Regions from separate parts of the Pan troglodytes genome. Here region 1 is linked to region 2. The links are chromatin contacts, called in public HiChIP or PLAC-seq maps. All regions are on one chromosome and are shown on one strand. Each heading gives the region's core, a stretch centred on a gene start, on an enhancer-like site or on the middle of the called end of the contact. The rest is flanking DNA. Distances are from core to core; before and after follow the strand shown.

Region 1 (5,679 bases), core at 1,306-3,805, 240 kb before region 2:
ACCTTAGCACTACTGACATTTTGCACCTGAGAATTCCTTATTGTGAGGATGGTCCTACGCAATGTAGGATGGTAAGCAGCATCCCTGGCTTCTACGCGGTAGCTGCCATGTTTAGAGACACACCCCCCGCCCACCGCCGTATGTCTCTAAACATGGCTAAATGTCTCCTGGGGGGCAAAATTGCCCTTGGTTGAGAACCCCCTGACGTAGGCTAATACCAGGCGCTCTTTTTAGTGAGCTCCCCACAGTCAATCCCAAAGACAATAGATTTCCAGTTCTAAAGTCTGCTCACCCTTCCTCTACTGAAAAACCCCATAATCTTCAACAGCTCCCCATGCTCGTTTCCAAGCATTTGGCATTCAAGTCCTCCTACGTGGGCTGTCCCTGGCCTATCTGTTCATTTTTAGCTGCCATTTCCACCTCCACTATTCCTTTTGTTTGTTTGGCTGTTTGTTTGTTTTGTTGTGGCAGGGTCTCATTCTGTTGCTCAGGCTGAAGTGCAGTGGCATGATCTTGGCTCACTGCAACCTCCGCCTCTGGGGTTCAAACGATTCTCCTGCCTCAGCCTCTGGAGTAGCTGGGATTACAGGCACCCACCACCACACCTGGCTAACTTTTGTATTTTTGGCAGAGACAGGGTTTCACCATGTTGGCCAGGCTGATCTCGAACTCCTGACTTCAAGGATCCTCCCACCTTGGCCTCCCAAATTGCTGGGATTACAGTGTGAGCCACCACAGCCAGCCACTAGTCTTGAGCCGTAGCCAATGTGGGTATCTCGCGACTCCCATCCATCCATCCATCCATCTCCATCCCTGCAGTAATCTCAAGACAAGGGGTGGGAGGTGGGAGAAGAACCATCCCAGAGGGCTCTCCCCATACGTGTTCCTGAATTCTCCTGAGTCTGGTCACTGCCTGAGTCAGGTCTGGCCTGTCCAGCTCTGGAAGAGGCAGGCTGTGAGGCCCCTGATCTCACAAAGGACTGTCATGAACTCCGTCATCCCCGCAGTCCCCCCACCCTGCAGATAAGATGACTGACACAAAGATGGGGGATCTGCTCCTCGTCCTTCCACTTTTACTCATCAATGCCTTCATCACCATTATACTTGTTTACTGAGCACTTTCTAGATGCCAGGTTCTGTGCTCAGCACTTCATTTCCATTGCCTTATTTAATCTTTACAAAGACCCCAAGATACCTCATGGCACTATTATTTTTCTGATTTTGTAAGAGAGCAAATTAGATTTTAGAAAAGTTAAGTCACTAGCTCAAGGTTACTGGCTCCAGTTGCCGCCCTTCTATCATCATCCTTTTCTAACGTTTTTGGGCCAGACACTATTCCCTTCCCAGGCCTTCCCAAGAGTGTCCAAGCCCCCAGATACGCACACATCCCAGGACAGGCTGCTCCCAGGTTGCCTGAGCCCCTGACCCTTTTGTTTCCCACTCTATCCCTCCAAATGGCCGCTTTCTGGAGCTGCTTAAAGGAAGGAGACACTGGAGGGAAGGGGGCAAGGGGGACAGTATCTCACTGGGCCTAATCTCTGGACAATGAAGAACTAGAGAACTGACCTTCTAGAAGTCAGGACAAAGGGCAGGGTCAGGGTGGGCAGGGCACAGCTGCCCCTCCTCCTCCCCCCCAACCCAAGTCCCTGCAGCAGCACCATCATCCATCCACCTTCCCAGCAAGCTCCCCACTCTGCCCCGGGCTGGGCCTGGCTTGGCTTGAAGCCCTCACCCCAGCTGGCACCAACAAGGGGGCTGGGAGTCCATTCTGGAGGGCTGGGAAGCAGGGCTACTTTGGGGAGTGGATTCTGGAGGGGGTCACCACCCCCTCATCGACAGACCACGGGGAGAAAATCCTTCTGGGGTGATTGGCGGGGTCGTCTGGTGGGGGTGGGCGAGGTCCAGGGCTAGGACCACCCAGTTTGGAGCCGGGAGGGACCCAGCAGATTAGAGACCTGGGTAAGGCAGCTGCGCAGGGCTGTAATTACCCCCAGAGGAGCAGGGAAGACACAAGCCCAGAATGCCGGAGCAAGGGCGGCAGCAAGGCTCCCAGACCTGTCCCCAGCCCAGCCATCAGCAGGGGAGAGAAAGCGAAACCCTTTCAGGGGTCTCCTTGTGACTCTCCTTCATGCCTCCCGACGTCCCCCGGGCCGCTTTGGTTTAGGTGGGTTTGAGCGAGAATTTGGACTCGAAGCTGCCCTCTCAGCCCCAGTGCCAGAGCCCCCAAACTCCAGGGTGGGAAAGGGGAGTCCCAGCCCTGCTCCCCCTCTCCCCCAGTCCCCGCGGCGGGTGAGTCACCCGAGCGCTCCCTACTTAGTCCTCAGGCGCTGCGGCGCGTACCAAGACGCGGACGCAGGGGGAGGCAGCTAGCGCGGCGAACTCCTGGAGCCGTGGAACCCGCTCGGCCGTGGCCGTGGGAGAGGCGCCGGGAGGCTGCGGGCGCGGGGCTCCGGGGCGAGGGCGGCGCGAACGGCGCGGACGGCGCGGGCGCGGGGGGCTGGGTCCCGGGGCGCTGCTGGGGTGGACCCCCCCGCCTCGAACTTGGTACGCGCCAGCGAGAGGCCAGGCCCAGCCCGGGCGGTACAATAGGGTTGGGCCGAGGCCGGGACTGGGCCGGCGCCGGGCAGGGAACTGGTTCGCGACCGCAGCCGAGAGACCCCGGGCGACCGGCACCTCCGAGCCTCGCGGGCCACCTGCCTCGACCTTCCCCGGAGCGCCCCCGCCTCCGAGTCGCTACTTGCCGGGCCGGGCCGGGCGTGATGCGCCGCGGGACCCCTGTCCTGGCCACTGGCCGCCGCCGCCGCCGCCGCTGAGACCCCGAGACCCCCAGTGACGCCGCAGCCATGGAGAGCGGCCCGCGTGCGGAGCTGGGGGCGGGCGCACCCCCAGGTATGCCGGGAGCCACGCGGAGGCGAGATGGGGGTAGATGGAGGGGCTGCAGGGCGGCCGAGGATGAGGCCGGCCGGCTGGGCGGGGACCCCTCCGCTGCCGCGCCCTCTGACCACTTGGAAGTTTAAAAATAAAGGCTGCGGCGGCGGCGGCTCCAGGCTCGCGATGCATCCTCTGACAGCTGCCCCCTCCCCCACCCCGGGTGCCGGACGCATCGGGCGTCGGGAGCCGCAGGGACCCCGCGCGGGAGTTGTTGGGGTGACCCTTCTGCCCCAGCTTAGTGCCATCTCAGCTTCCCCGCCCCCACGTCCCTTCCCGATCCACCCCGGGCCTTGAAGATCCTCTTCTACTGAGCTAGGGCTTCCGTCCCCTTCCCCATCCCCCGTGGCACATGTGACCCCAGCCTGAGGGTGTCGGGGGTCCATATTCTCAGGCCTGGGCCCTGCATACCGACGCCTCGGCCTTAGTGCCCGTACCCTCAGGCCCTGGCCCAGACCTCACCCCCACCCCATCCGTCCAGCTGCCGCGCAAAGGGCCTGTTGCTGCTGCGGGCCGGCGGGGAGGGGAAAGGAGGGAGGGGAGGGGAGAGGGAGGTCTCTAGCCGCTGCTGCCAAGTAACCCGCCGGATAAAGGCGAGGGGGAGGGGGAGGCGGCATTGTTTGGGGCGAGGGCGGGAGCTGGGGAGTGGGCCGCCTCCCCTGCAGCCAGGCCTACTCGAGCCCACCCAGCCTGATTCGGGGAGGAGGGAGACAGAAGAAAATCTGCTTCTCCTGCCTGCCCTCCTTCCCAGCCTCTCTGGGCCCGAATCTCCCACTCGAGAATGAGGTAAAGGCTCCAAGCCGGCACTCCCTGGACCTGCCACATCATTCCCCAGCCTGAGGCTTTGATACCTCCCCCCTTACTCTCTTTTTTTCTCTCTTTCTGCCCACACCTTAGACCACCAAAGCTCCCCTCCCCTCCCTCACCCCACCAACCACCAGTGCTCAGGACTTCTGCAAATCCCATTCGGATCTGGGAGCAGCTGATGAGGGGGTGGGGACAGGTTTCTGGTTGGGCTTGGTTTTGGAGGGAGGCGATTTCTCTTTCTTCCTGGAAGGGGAGGGAAGAACATGATTACTGAGGACCCAAGTTCTGTTCCCATTGACTCAGGGGGGAGGTGGCCCCATCCCCACACCCCCATGGAGTCCTGAGCCTAATCCTGTCACCTCCCTGCCCCTTGGGGTGTGGGCACAGGATGAAACAGTTCGTGTGGGTGCGGAGAGCCCAGGATAAGGTGGGGCCGATGGGCTGTGGGTGGGCTCCTCCCCATGCCAGCGAGGATGCTTCTAGGGGACTGTCTGGGTGTGGGACCTGGGAGAACAGGGAGGGGAGGCTACCATCAGACTGGTGGGTTTCAGGAGGCTTGTAGGCTGGGCTGGAAACAAGGGTGGCTGGGTCTGTCCTGGTTTGACTGAACCTGAGAGGGGACACCCAGGGAGGCCCAGCCTGAGTCCAACCTCAGCTTACTGGCCCTCTGCACCTGAGGGCCTCTGGCACTGGTGTATAGTTGGGGGCCTGAATGGGGGTGGTGACTGGGATACAGAGCCTGAGCTGGTGGCTAGTTTATAATTAGGGTACTTGGGTAGGATGCCTAGACTGAATATGAGAGCATGGGTGAGATGCTTGGCTCTCCTAGGGGCAGGGGGGATGTTCGGTGGGCGGGGAGGGCTGCGTCAGGGGCTGGTGGGCAGACTGCATATAGGCTTCTTGCATTGGGAGGACTCTTCTATACACAGGGATCTAGATGGAGTCACATAAGAACCTGGATCAGGATGGTGGCAGTTCCCCACACAGAATAGTCAAAGGTGACAGGAGTCCTCTGTGGGGCTTTCTGGGAGTAAATGTGCTCACAGCATGTGCCCTGTGATAGTCTGAGGCATGGGCCTGACAATCCGAGAGCATGTGACACGAACCCTGCTCCCTCTGAGTTCCTTTTTGCACTTGGACACTGAGCAGTAACAGGGGGTGGCGTGGAGTAGAGGACAAGTGTGGGGACCACTTTCAGGTCAGAAAACCTGGATGGAAATCCCAGTTAGCCATGTACTGGCTACTGGACTGGAGCAAGTGACTTACCTCCTGGAGCCACAGTTTCTGCCCCTGGAAAATGGGGGCAGTGTTGTCAACCTTGTGGGGTTAATGTGAGGGTTAGAGATGATTTAACTCAAGGAATCTGGCACGCAGACACCAGACACCTGCAATAAAGTGTTATTACCATTATTGTGGTTATGCTTCTGCAACCGGTGCCAGCAGGGAGGTATGAAATATAGGGGAGGGTGGGAGCAGGAATTGGAAGTCAATTTGTTTAAGAGTGTAGATTCTGGAATTAAACGGTTTAAGTCTCCACTTCGTAACTTACCTCTGTGTGACCTCAGTAAGTTGCTTAACCTAAGTCTTAAGTTTGCTCATCTGTAAAATGAGAATAATGCTAGAAATTATCTCATAGAGACATTGGCATCCTTAAATTAGATGAAAACAGAAAACACTTAGACTAGGCCCTGGCACATAGCCAGTGCCCAATAAGTGCTAGCCATTTGTTATTTATTTATTTATTTATTTATTTATTTATTTTGAGACAGAGTCTTGCTCTTGTCACCCAGGCTGGAGTGCAATGCCACGATCTCGGCACACTGCAACCTCCGCCTCCCAGGTTCAAGCGATTCTCTTGCCTCAGCCTCCCGAGTAGCTGGGATTACAGGCGCCTGCCACCGCGCCCGGCTAATTTTTGTATTTTTAGTAGAGACAGGGTTTTGC
Region 2 (5,843 bases), core at 2,902-5,401:
CAAAGTTTCGCACCCGATGGATAATCTGCAGCTGCTGCTCAATGGTCGAGGTGATGTTCACGTCATCTGGGATGTGGACGTAGCGGACATTGCGGCCTGTCACAAAGAGGTCATCCAGCTTGACCTGATGCCCCCAACGGTCCGTGTAGGTGACTTTGGCCAGGCGGATGTTCATGAAAGCATCGACATTGTCTATGCGTCCGTGGGCCACGCTCTCATCCCGCAGGTCCACAGTGGTTACCCGGCCCTGGAGGCCCTGCAGTAGGATGATGAGGCTGTTCTCAGAGATGGTCCGCTCCTTCACTGAATGGCTCACCGCCATTCTTCCACACCAGCTGCCTGCTTGCTGTGGACAGGAGCACACAGATGGCAGCTATAGCAGGGTAGGGGGTACAGTTGCCAACTCACCTCCACCAGGTTCTCAAACAAAATTCCCAGCACAGACCACCTCTGCAATTTTTGTATCTGTGGACACAGATGCTTCCCGCACATGTCTCGTAGAATCCTCACACCAACTTGCAAGCCAAGGATTACTTATGCTCATTTTATGAATGGGAAAAATATGGCTAGGATGGCCAGGCGCAGTGGGATACACCTGTGGTACTAGCTACTCAGGAGACTGAGGCAGGAGCTTCACTTGAGCCCAAGAGCTCTGCTGACCTGCTTGGGCAACATAGCAAGACCCCAACTCTAATTTTTTAAAAAAACTTACAAGAAGGCTGGGCGTGGTGGCTCACGCCTGTAATCCCAGCACTTTGAGAGGCTGAGGCGGGCAGATCACGAGGTCAGGAGACTGAGACCATCCTGGCTAACATGGTGAAACCCCGTCTCTACTAAAAATGCAAAAAAAATTAGCCGAGTGTGGTGGCAGCGGGCGCCTGTAGTCCCAGCTACTTGGGAGGCTGAGGCAGGAGAATGGCGTGAACCTGAGAGGCGGAGCTTGCAGTGAGCCAAGATTGCGGCAGAGTGACTCCGTCTCAAAAAAAAAAAAAAACCTGTAAGAAAATGGTGAGCATTGGCCGGGCGCGGTGGCTCACGCCTACAATCCCAGCACTTTGGGAGACTGAGGCGGGTGGATCACCTGAGGTCAGGAGTTCGAGACCAGCCTGGCTAACACGGTGAAACCCTGTTTCTACTAAAAATACAAAAAATTAGCCAAGCGTGGTGGCACACGCCTGTAATCTCAGCTACTCGGGAGGGTGAGGCAGGAGAATTGCTTGAACCCAGGAGGCAGAGGTTGCAATGAGCCAAGATTGCGCCATTGCACTCCAGCCTGGGCAACAAGAGCAAGACTCTGTCTCAAAAAATAAAGAAAATGGTGAGCATTTCTATTGAGTCAGAGACAAGAAAAGGATGCCTTTTATGACTTCTAATCAACAGTAAAATGTAGGTAATGGTCAATGCAATGTTCAAAAAATGATTACAGAAAGAAGGGAAAGAATTTAGAGAAACAATAATTATAAAGGAAGATCACTGTCCTTGTTTATCAATTATATGATTATCTACATTGAGAATGCAAGACAAATTATTAGGACTAACAACAAAAGTCTGTATCATTCCTAATAATACATTAATTTTAAAAAATCAATAATTTTAAAAAAAGAAAAATATGGCTAGGAGAGGTAACTTGCCCAAGGTCACAGTAAATAAGTGGAATTGCTGGAATTCAAATCCGTAGCCACAGGCCGGGCATGGTGGCTCCCCCCTGTAATCCCAGCATTTTGGGAGGCCAAGGTGGGTGGATCGCTGGGGCTAGGAATTCAAGACCAGCCTGGCCAATATGGTGAAACCCCATCTCTACTAAAAATACAAAAATTAGTCGGGCATGGTGGTGAGCACCTATAATCACAGCTGCTCTGGAGGTTGAGGCAGGAGAATCGCTTGAATCCGGGAGGTGGAGGCTGCAGTGAGCCAAGATCACGCCATTGCACTCCAGCCTGAGTAACAGAGAGACTCTGTCTCAAAAAAAAAAAAAAAAAGAAAATCCATAGCCGTCTGGCTCCGAACCTCACACCAGGTGTGCATTAGAATCATCTGGTGAGTTTTTAACCCAACCTCCCCAACCCAGAGATTCTGATTCGTTTGGTTAGAGGGGTGGGCCCAGGTATCCTATTTTGTAAAAGCTCCCGGCTGGGCGCGGTGGCTCACGCCTGTAATCCCAGCACTTTGGGAGACCGAGGCGGGCGGATCATGAGGTCAGGAGATCAAGACCATCCTGGCTAACATGGTGAAACCCCCGTCTCTACTAAAAATACAAAAAAATTAGCCAGGCGTGGCGGGCGCCTGTAGTCCCAGCTACTCGGGGGGCTGAGGCAGGAGAATGGTGTGAACCTGGGAGACAGAGCTTGCAGTGAGCTGAGATCGTGCCACTGCACTCCAGCCTGGGCAGCAGAGTGACTCCATCTCAAAAAAAAAAAAAAAAGAAAAAAGAAAAAAGAAAGCTCCCCAGATAACTCCAAAGTGCTGAGGGGTACTGGTTAGAAATGTGCAATCTCAGGTCTCTCCCCAGGCCTGTTCTGAGATAAAATCCACTCCTTCACTGAGTGGCTCACTGCCATCTTCCACACTGGCTGGAAACAGACTGCATTTTAACATGACCCCCTACATGAATTAGATACACGTTAAGGTTTGAGAATCATTGGTTGACACCAGTAGTTCTCAAACATTAGTGTGTATCAGAATCATCTGAGGGGCTTGTTAACTCAGCTTGCTGGGCCCCACTCCCAGTTTGACTCAGGTCTGAGGTGAGGCCCAGAGATAAAGTCATTTTGAACATGTTCCCAGGTGATGCTGATGCTGCTGGTCAGGGGCCCACACTCTGGGAACTATTGGTCTACACCATGCAGCTGTTATGTAAGTAGAAATTAAGGTAATGAGGCCGGGTGCAAGGGCTCACGCCTGTAATCCCAGGATTTTGGGAGGCCAAGGCGAGTGGATCACCTGAGGTCAGGAGTTCAAGACCCGCCTGGCCAACATGGTGAAACCCAGTATCTACCAAAAATACAAAAATTACCTGGGCATGGGCGCACCTGTAATCTCAGCTACTTGGGAGGCTGAAGCAGGAGAATCGCTTGAACCCAGGAGGCAGAGGTTACAGTGAGCCAAGATTGTGCCACTGCACACCAGCCTGGGTGACAGAGCGAGACTCTCAGAAAAAAAAAAAAGAAAATAAATCTGGATAATGAACTGGGGGAAAAAACCCCCAACCGGTATTATATAAGGTACATAGGTTTTGAAGGTAGAGAAACCTAGGTTGGAATCCCCACTCCACCCCTAATTATGAAAACCTAGAAAAGTTAATGTCTCTGAACCTGTTTCCACATTTCTTAAACTACAGGCGAAACAAAGCTACCAGAATCACACTCCACTGAAGGTACTCTCCTTTGATTTCAACATGCCCTGATACTGTATTAGTGCACTATGTCTTACCTATCCCTTATTTTCAGACCCTGAGTTAAAGGGGGTGGAACGCTCTCTCTTTACGACCTCACTCAGCATCCCGTCCAGGGCTGTGCAGTGTGGCACTGAGCGTGGCAAGCCAGACTAGGCCAGTGATGAGGGGGCCTGGGAGCTAGGTCCCTGGGCATGGCCTAACGACCAGCCACCCGGCTGCAGCCTGATGAATCTGCGATCAAGCAAAGGTATGGGGCTGCTGCTGCGACTGCAAAGAGCAGTCACCGGACCTCGAGTCAGGCCCGGGTTCTAGAACAGGCTTTGCCACCTCCTAGGAGGGCGATCACTTAGCAAACCACTTAGCTTCTCCAAGCTAGCTAAGCTACCGGTAAAACGGGATGAGCACTGCTTACTCAGAGCAGCGGGAGCGGGTCTGGGGAAAGGAGCTATACTCGGTAAATGGGGAAGAAAACGCTTCCTGGGCTCCGGCACCTCCTTCCGGAGGTCCTGGCATCCCCCGCATTCCGCCCCGGGGCTCCCTGCACCGCCGACCCGGACCCACCACGCGACATTCCTTCCGCTTTCCGCGTCTGGGTCGCCGCCGAAGCTAGCGGGCGCCTGGACTGGCTGCCTCCCGCCGGCTGCAGCAGGACGGAGAAACCATGCCGGCGACCGGGCCGCTCTGTCCTCCGGGCGCAGAGTGCGTCAGTGCTCTGCGAGTCACCGCGGCACGGAGAAACTACAATCCCCAGAATGCTTCGCGGCGCGGGGCTCGTGCTCCGCAAATCCCGGCCTGCGTCATTGGAGTCTCTTTCACTAGAGTCGTTCATTGATTCCGCACGCATTCATTGAACCGGCGACCTGGGCCAGGCTCCTTCCCAGGCTCCGGCATAGAGCGGTGACCAAGATCAAGTGGCTCCCTGAGCTGATGGCGCTGCAGGGGAGAGAGTCTTAAGAAAACAAAGAAGAAAAATCGGGAAAAATTTCTTCAGAAGATTAAAAGTGTGATGTGATGGTGACAAGGTGGTCTTTTATTGGATTGTCAGGGGTGCCCTGAGAAGGTGACATTTGAGTTGAGATTAGTGACATGAAGCCAAGCTTGTGAAAACTCTGGTAGGAGCATTGCAATTAGAGGGAACAGTTTGTTAAGTAAAATTTATAGGAGGCAGGGCCGGGTGCAGAGGCCCACACCTGTAATCCCAGCATTTTGGAGGACAAGGCGGAAGGATCACTGGAGCCCAGGAGTTCGAGACCAGTCTGGGCAAAATGGGGAGACCCTGTCTCTACAAAAAATAGAAAAAATTAGCCCACCGTGGTGGCGTACACCTCTGGTCCCACCTACTTGGGAGGCTGAGGCAGGAGAATTGCTTGAATCCAGGAAGTGGAGGCTGCAGTGAGCTCAGAAAGTACCACTTCATTCCAGCCTGGGCAACAGAGCAAGACTCCGTCTCAAAAAAAAAAAAAAAAAAAAAAAAAATTGGAGGCCATTGGTTTGAACAGGGCTCCTGCACCAAGCCCAACAGACAGAACCAAAATGGAGGCACTCATGCTAAAGTTCTACATCACCAGGTGGAAACTAAGTTGTTTATCTGATATTCCGATAAATCAGAAGAGTGAGAGATAGCTAGATCTACAAACCATCCCGTTTTAGCTGGCAGGATAAGGAAGTCCCCTCTGCTTTAGCCTTCAGAGTTACAAGGAAAGTAACTTTGAAACAACCAATCTTTTTGTTTTCTGTTTCTGCTTTCCTCAGCCCTTTTCTGTCTGTAAAACCAATCTCCTCTGCTCAGCTCATTTGAACACTCATTCCATTTTATAGAATGAAGTGTTGCCCGATTCTAGAGTTGCAAATAAAAGTCAAATTTAACAAATTTGGCAAAAAAAAGTCAAATCACCAATTAAAAGTTAAATTTTTTCTTTTCACAGTTCATGCAAAGAACCTGGGGGAATTGACCTTGACAATTTAGGAACACAGGAAAGGCCAGGGAAGCTGGGGAGAGTGGTATAACAAGAGGCCAGAGAGGAAGCAGGAGCCAGAGCATATAGGGCTTTGTGAGCCAAGGTAAGGAGTTTAGATTTCATGGTTAGGAGTGCAGCCTCCGGATACAGTGCCTAGGTTCAAATCTACTCCTGGCTAATTGTGACTTTGGGCAAGTTAGTATCTTCTCTGTGCCTCAGTCTTCTCATCTAGTACTAGAAGTGCTATGACAGGCTATTGAAAGGGAGCGACGTGATTTGATTTACTTGTAGAAACAGGTTCTCACCCTGTCATCCAGGCTGGAGTGCAGTGATGTGATCATAGCTCACTGCAGCCTCAACTACCTGGGCTCAAGTGATCCTCCTACCCAAGCCTCAAGAATAGCTGGGACTACAGGCACACGCCACTGTGCCCCACCTGATTTACATTTTTTAAAAGTCACCCTGTATAGCCTTGGAAAAATTACTTTCTT

Evidence for each region. HiChIP or PLAC-seq counts read pairs in DNA pulled down with a chosen protein or histone mark.
Region 1: an H3K4me3 HiChIP or PLAC-seq map of stem cell-derived excitatory neurons shows a contact between it and region 2, with 4 times the contacts expected there. The contact joins the promoter of TRAPPC3 here to the promoter of LSM10 in region 2. A contact is called at or near these places in 1 of 7 Hi-C or Micro-C datasets (stem cell-derived neural progenitor cells) and 1 of 1 datasets of contacts at active chromatin or transcription factors (stem cell-derived excitatory neurons).

Annotation. Positions count from the first base shown.
Region 1 is chr1:194,834,280-194,839,958 of NHGRI_mPanTro3-v2.0_pri, reverse strand. It overlaps TRAPPC3 (trafficking protein particle complex subunit 3), which reads right to left and starts at 2,555. Exons shown (of 5, transcript XM_063782672.1): 1 at 2,314-2,555. MAP7D1 (MAP7 domain containing 1) reads left to right here and starts at 2,748. Exons shown (of 17, transcript XM_063782668.1): 1 at 2,748-2,889. The coding sequence starts at 2,844.
Region 2 is chr1:194,592,252-194,598,094 of NHGRI_mPanTro3-v2.0_pri, reverse strand. It overlaps LSM10 (LSM10, U7 small nuclear RNA associated), which reads right to left and starts at 4,151. Exons shown (of 2, transcript XM_513319.7): 1 at 3,956-4,151; 2 at 1-346. The coding sequence starts at 322.